Linked DNA regions of Anas platyrhynchos: region 2 is linked to region 1. Evidence: chromatin contacts called from public Hi-C data. All regions are on one chromosome and are shown on one strand. The core of a region is the stretch at or near the end of the contact, and the rest is flanking DNA. Distances in the headings are between cores, read along the strand shown. Region 1 has its middle 21 kb from the start of LPAR4. Region 2 holds the start of CYSLTR1 (cysteinyl leukotriene receptor 1).

Region 1 (3,715 bases), core at 466-2,965:
ACCAAGAAGGTCTATCAATGAGGCAGTATGTGGTCAAACGCTGGTTGGAACTGCTCAGCAGGAAATTTGGTAGGAAAATACGACTTCAGCAGCTTAGCAGGCTTTATTTTTAGGGCGCGTGAGCTTGTTTAACTTGCAGATGCGAACTGCCAGATTTCTATTGTTGTCAGATGGCTCACGTCCCACCAGGCTGAGTCAAACTGGTGACTCACCGCAAGGAGGAATCGCTTTGGCAATAGGCTGTGATTTTCTTCCCTCCTCCAGTCGAAGATGTGCAATAGATAAAAACTTGTTTTGGGAAGCGAGTTTCCAGCTTGCTTGGGTTTAAAAATCCCTGTTTGTAATCAAAAAGCAATCGGACTGCAAAAGTTGTTTGAGAAGCACCTGATGTGTTAAGGTTTGGTGCTCTTGTGGGTGGACGTGGGCTGCCTCTGCTCATGCTCAGGGCTGGCCAGGTGCAAGCCAAGCCCCGAAGGGAAACAAGGGGGCCATGTTTGCTCGGCACTGATCCTTGGCCAGCAGCCCCTGCCGAGAGCTGGGATTTATTGGGCCAGGAGCACAGTGCTGCACTGAGGCTGGGACGGGGCTTTCAGGTGGGAGCTGGCTGGCATCTGGCCAGCCTGGCAAGTGGATGTAAATCCAAAGGCTCGAGTCCGTACGTTGTTTGGGGAAACTCAAGTTCTAGCTTGAGAGCACAGCCTCTCTTCTCTTCTCTTCTCCCTGAGCCCTGCTCCTCCCAAATCCTTGTCCTCTACAGTACAAACTACTCCACGAAATCACTAAATTAATTGAGATACGTAAACATAGGATTATCCTGGACTTCTTAACGTGCTCACTTCTTGCTTTTCTGCCTTTGAGGCTCTTTAAAACCTTGTGTGCAATCCGATACTGGCTTGGATATGTGGAGAGCAGCTTTCAGGCCATTGCCCATAGGGGTGAAAAACCCTCAGGGCACTTCTGGTTGGTCTTGCTGTGTGCTCCAAAGCAGCAGGGGTTGTGGGTTGGTCAGTCTGTGCGTACCAAGCTGGAAGGCAGCACGCCTGACAGGCTTTAAGCCATGAACAAAGGGCGTTTCTGTGGGCTCACAGCACTTTGCAAAGGTCTCGCCAATTCACTTGGAAGTTACTGATGGGGAACCAGCATTAGAGCATTTTTTGTCCTGTTGTCCCGGTCACCAAGAGGCATTTGGACCTAATGACTTGTCACCTTGCCTAGTGGGCACGTTGTCCAGAGCCCTGGTCCCCTGCACGTGAGCTTCCTCCTCTGGGTTACAGTGCGGAGGGCATTGCTGTTTGGCAGCTCTTCAGGCACCGAGGAGCTGGAATTTTGTTAAAGTTGAATTGCACTTGAGCATGCTCCTTAAAATGGAGACCAAACTCTTCCTCTGATGCACCACTAGGTGTTCTGTAGGCCTTGTAATTGGGGAGAAAAACAGATGGCCTTAGCAAAAGGTGCAATTAAAAATTAGTCGGCCTACTACAGTACGGCATTTTTGCTTATCACAGGCTTATGTTGGTTTAATTTTACTGACTTAGGTACTGAGGGCTCTGTTATGAGTTCATAGTTTGGTGACTAAATGAGGTTTTTTGTTTGTTTTACTTTTAAGGAAATCTGCTTATTGTGAGTTTTACTGTAGCATGTCCTCAAGCCCATCACTGAAGTGTTAGATCACACAGCCTGAGGTTGTGGTGTTGGACAAATCCACGTATGATTTAATCACCCGAAATGGACTATGTCCAGTCCTGCAGTTTTTCTGTCAGTCTGGCCCAAGGCCATGGCAGTCTGTCATACACAAGGACTCTGCAATTGTACTCACAGCCTGACAGTGATTATCCAGCTCTTTTTTTCCTCTTTGGCCTTGTAACTGATCTGTATGCTCTAACTGTCCTGCTGTGTCTAACGGGGATAAGGTGATAGCTGTCCCTCCTCAGCTGCAAGCTTGCTCATAACTTTAAAGCCTGCATTTAATGGTAATACTTCTTTCTTTTCCAAGGACATGCTGCTATCTCAGCAGAATGTACTTTGATACAGGAGCTGGTGTGCAAACCCAGACAGGTTAAGATAACCATGTAAAAGCAGCAGATTATGTCAAGCTCTGGAAGCAAGGAAGGTGACTGCTGGGGGACACATGCAGCAGCTAGGTTATGCAGTGGGAATCATGTTGGGTGATGGCTTCATTTCTGTTGTGAACTGTGAAATAATGTTTCAATCACCCTTGATAATTATGAGCAGTGTTCCAGGTATGTTGCTTTACAGTGACCTCTATGGGTGAGACTGGCTTTGGTCAGGTACTAACCTTATCAGCCAGGTAGTTTAAAGGTAAAGGAAATAAATTAAAAAAAAAAAAAAAAAAAAACTTTATTATATGCCCAGCATTTAACCAGGGAGCATGGCTCTGTGATGCACTGTCCTGAGCTGCAAAGCTGGCTTTAAAACTTGCTGTTATCCTACACCCATTTCCCCCCCACCAATTATGCCAGGACAGCCACTGAGGGGCTGGAGCTGGTAACAGGAACTGTGATAAAAATCCATGTTAAAAATACTGACCCTCAGCCTTTTGAGGGAGAGGGGAGGGGAAATAAGGGTTATATTTAACATCTCTTGTGGTAATCTCCCGGTCAGTTGATGCAGAGCTTGAGGTGGTGGAAGAGCTAGAGAGGTGTGAGAAGGGTGGGGTAGCTCTGAGACTGGCTTCATTTGTCACCACACCACCCGCCCCCAAAAAAGAAAGGATTGAATTGTGAACCCTGGTATCAGAGTATTAATCATCACTGCTTGTATTTGAAGGGGGGAGTTATTTTAGAAAATATACTCTGTGAATTTAGCAAGTGCTGCATGACAGTGAAATGTCTCACGTACCTCCCACATCCTCATTTCTATCTGGGGTCCCTGGCTGCAATGCTGGTTTCTGATGGGGAGATAATGTACGGGAACAAGATGGGTATCAGAACTGTCAAAGGTCAACCACGATGTGGCTGTACCAGCACAGTGACAAACAGCTCTGACCTCCAGCCCCCTTTCTCTTGGGTGGGATGGCTCCATCACACAGGTACGTCCTCTTCCATACACACCAGTGGGAGTGGGATTGGGGAGCCTGTTCATTTATTTTTTTTCCTGCCTACAAATAAATATTCCCATGAGCAATACTGAGAACAGATGCAATTCAAATGCTCAATCTGCAATGGAAAATCTTTAGGTTAGTGGATGAATTCAAAGATGTTTTTTGCCCCTTGATCTGTGGCTTCCGAGCTGTGCACACGCTAAGTGACCGCAGCGAGGAGCTACCCTGCTTAGTGCGGCTCCAGAAATCACCTCCGGACAGATCTTACTGCAAGAAGAACATTTCGCAGGATGTGATTGTTGGACCTGAGGCTGAAGCTTGTCCTTTAATAAATTAGAACTGGTTTTCCTCAAAAATCTGAAAATGAATCATAGTTTCATCAAATTACCCTCCGGTTGGGCTGCAGAGTAAAGTAGTTACGTACGTGGCTTTAGACTGTTTTTAAGTTATTTTGCTTACTTGATATTGTTTCATATGCAGGGAATCTTGTTTCTGATAGCTCTGAAGTTGCATGAGTGGATCTCAATTCTATTGTTGCTTCAAGCCCAATATGAGGGGCACCGATGATGTTATTTTTGCCAGAAAATATTCTCATGCTAAGATGCTTTTACAGCCTTACCTGGAGCAGCACGGTCAGCATCTGAGTTTGCAAAA
Region 2 (3,561 bases), core at 209-2,708, 77 kb after region 1:
TCTTCCCTCCTATCTCCAACCTTCCAGTTCTTGAAAGGAAGGGACAAAAAAAAAGAAAAGGAGATCAAAGATAAAAATTTAAATTTAAATTAAAAAAAAAAAAAAAAAAGGAGAAGAAATAACAAAAACTGAGTAGTAAAAAGCAGAAGGAATGGCAAAAAGAAGTAGCAAGAAAAGCAGAAGGAATGGCAGAGCGGAGTAATACCAAACTGCGCACCACAACCAAAGCAAGCTACAGAAGTGGGTTCGCAGCAGGAGACAGCAGGCAATGGGTCACCTCGCCTTGGAGGCTCTGGGACCTCCGTCCTGGGACGTGCCCAAAAGCAGGTGGGACACAGCCCTGAGCAAGCTGGCCTGATACGGCTGGAGCAGAAAGTTGGACTGGAGACCTCCCTGGATCCCCTCCAACCTGAATTATCTCGTGGTCTCGTGGTTTGGGCTTTCCAGTGCCCGAGGAAGGCTGTGGGGGAGGCAGCTGCGAGGACAGCGTCCTGCTCACCCCCTCGGTGCGGTGTGGATGAGGAGTGCCTTCCTGCGGTGTCCTGGCCTGTCCTGGGCGTGCACAGCCAGAGGTGCCAAGGACCCACAGCAAACATGCAAATCTCTGATTCAACAGCAGGAAATCCTTCTGGGACGTGTCGGGGGGGAAGAGATACAAGCAGAAAAACGGGAAGGAGATGTGGCATCGCAGCTGGGGGAAGTGGGCACAGCTGCAGGGCTGCGTGCTGCAGTGTCCAGGCAGGGATGGGTCTCTAATTCCAGCACCAGGTGGACGAGGGCTTTGCCTTTTCCATCACCCCATATGCAAGCTTCTGATTTTGCTACGTGAAGTAAAACGGTGAAGAATGGGGAATACGAGCACGGTGAATAGCAGCGTGCGGTGATGGAGTGCGGTGGCACTTAAACACCCGAGTACAAAAGCGAAACTTGCCGTTTGCAGCTCGCAGGAGGCAAGGAGCTGGCGGAAAGCTGGGAGCAGTGGTGGCACCGAGCTTCAGCGTGGGACACTGACCCCGTGGGGGCAGTGGGGGCTGCAAGTCCCTGTTCAGCCCCCGCTCACCTTCCTCCCCATCGCTCCCCATCCCAAATGCCACCCGTGCCAGGCTTGCAGCAAGGTTTCCTTCCCATGCCGAGCACGGCTAAATTAGGGTGGGAAGCCCTTTGAGCAGGAAAGGGCAGGAGGCATCCTGGGGACCCCAGTGAGTGGACACAAAGGCAGGGAGGGGTTCCCCTCGGGACACCCCCATGGAGGTGTCAGGGGAACAGGTGGACCTGGAGGGATGCGATTGCTGAGAGCAGGGGGCAGCTTGTATGGGATTGCTTGGTCTTTTTCCGTTTTTTTTTGTTTTTTTTTTTTTTTTCCGCCTGTGGCTTTTGAAGGGAATCCTTAATTCCGGGGAAGCAATTTCCCCGATGCTTCATTTCCCACGAGAGGCTGCAGCTCGCTGCTAAAGCGGTGACATTAATACCAGCGGACCTTGGGGATCGCATGGAAGAAAAGCACCCTCCCGGGTCCCAGCTGGCTCTCGGAGCCCTTCCTGGGCTCTGGGGAGGGGGGAAGGCGGCGGCGGGGAGCGGGGCCGGGCTCCTCCCCGGGGCGGGGGGGGGCCGGGGCCGGGCTCGCCCCGCTTGAAGGGCGGCCGCGGGGCAGCGCAGGGCGGCGGAGCCGAGCGGAGCCGGGCGGCGGTGAGCGGGGCTGGGGGGGGCTCCGGTGGGCGAGGGGCTCCCGGGGGCTGCAGGCACCGGAGCTACACCGAGGGGGGGGGGGCGAGGGTCGGTGGGGTGAGATGGGGGCTGCAGGGGACGGGGGGCTGCTTTGGGAGGTGCCCCCCGTGCGGGGATGGGGTCGGGTTTTTTTTTTTGGGGGGGGGGTCGTTTTTTGGGTTGCAGCAGCCCCTGGGCTGTGTGGAGGGAAATATTGGTTGGGAAATAGCCGCGGGGAGGTGACCTGCTGCTGTGTTAAAGCGGTGAATGGAAATTTGCACAGCGAGATGCAGACCGGAGGCTCAGCTGGGGGTGCTTTTTGGTTTTAGGAGTGCTTCTAGGTGTCCCCTAGCAGCCCACAGCGGTGTTGTAACCCTGGATTTTAAGTCAGGTTATGCAGACGCTCCAAATGGTGTTGGGGAGGGCGACCCGCAGCAGGGCTGCTTGTCCTGCAGCCTGCAGGAGCAGCTCCTGAGAGCCTCAGCTTTAATCCCCGGAGGAAGTAAAAGTTCATAAAGCAGCTCGGCCCCGCTGAAGGAGTGATCGCAAATGTGGCACGGAGATTATATAAGACGGTTCATCGAAGGAGCAGATGGTGGCAGAGATCTCCTGATTATCGCTCAGACGCCAGGGCTGTGCCGGCAGCCCCAGGGGCGGCTGCTGCGAGCCCAAACTTTTGCAGGCATCATCCCCGGTGCTGTCCCGGCAGGCAGGGGGGGACCTGACCCTAAAAATGCCCTGGGGAGACCCAGGTCCCTCACTGCCCGGCCCCCCCCGGTGCTCCTCTGCGTTTCCTAGCAGGGCTCTCCCCCTCCTCTGAGCTTTGTGTGCCACTTGCAGGGATGGGAAACGGCTCGGCTTATCCACTGGGTTGTCCCATTTTCTGCTCATTCTTCAAAATAATCTTAACTGCGTGGAGATGCTGTCAGATGAGAAACCTGTAAAGTGCAAAAAGATCACCCCAGCCTCTTAATCTCAAATATCTTGAATAGTTTTCTGTGTCTGAGAAAGAACTGATATGTGATGCCTCAGTAAGTGCCGAGATTTTATCTATATGGGTTTTCATGAGCTAATTGAGGCTAATGTGTTCCTGCAGTGCACAGCACAGCAGGGTTTTGCTCGGCGGGTCTGCTTCCTAGGCATTAAAGCAGGGCAAGGGCAGTGGCCGTAAGAGCTTGAATACCTGTCCAGATGATCCTGGCAGATGAAAACATGCAATAGGGATTGTGCAGCTTTTTTTTCAGAGAATAAACTACCTGCCACTCCCAAATAATTGGTTAAAATTACACAAATGTTACCACAAACTTAATTTCAGCCCTTGTGTCCCCATAAGTGTCCACAAACAGACCAAGGAGAAAAAAATGTGCTCTCTTGTGCCAGATTTTGCCTCTGCTCCCATCTCTGCAACCTTGCTGGCATTTTTGAGCTTTAACATGTTTTGCATGTTGGAAATAATCAGAGGATTGTTTTAAGTGCATCATCTCCCAAATAGCTGAAACCTGTCTGAAAGCCGGAAGCCTCAAGCACCCCAGAGTGGTTGTGAATTCCCAGTGTATCCCAGGGAGAGGGGGAGAGGCTGAGGGCATCCGTCTGCACTAATGCTGCCTGGCTATTTTCAAGGATGAAAATACGTACCACTGAAAATCGGTTTTGAGCACATAGTGTGGGTTCTCATAAGTGATATTGTCCTGGCTGTTTTCATTGTTTTTCTTCAAGTCATGGTATTTCGGTCGGCAGGTGTCTCGCAGTGCTAATCATTGGGGTTTTAGATGTCTCCGGCCGAAAGTGGGGTTGTGTGTCTGAGACATCAGAAATTGAAAAGGAATGGGAAAATTACGCAGGGGTGAAACACCTCTT

What was found. Hi-C and Micro-C count contacts between places; a contact is called where the count stands out from the background.
Region 2: a Hi-C map of liver shows a contact between it and region 1, with 1.9 times the contacts expected there. The contact joins the promoter of CYSLTR1 here to the enhancer-like site in region 1. A contact is called at or near these places in 2 of 8 Hi-C or Micro-C datasets (liver and subcutaneous adipose tissue).

Annotation. Positions count from the first base shown.
Region 1 is chr10:23,439,091-23,442,805 of IASCAAS_PekinDuck_T2T, forward strand. No RefSeq gene overlaps it. Among named protein-coding and RNA genes, the nearest start is that of LPAR4, 21 kb to the right of the region's middle. Within about 2 kb of position 1,716, at least 7 of the 8 cell types and tissues checked have an H3K27ac peak or open chromatin away from gene starts, as enhancers often do. A contact at or near this core is called in subcutaneous adipose tissue, where this site is marked.
Region 2 is chr10:23,516,124-23,519,684 of IASCAAS_PekinDuck_T2T, forward strand. CYSLTR1 (cysteinyl leukotriene receptor 1) reads left to right here and starts at 1,459. Exons shown (of 2, transcript XM_038184272.2): 1 at 1,459-1,686.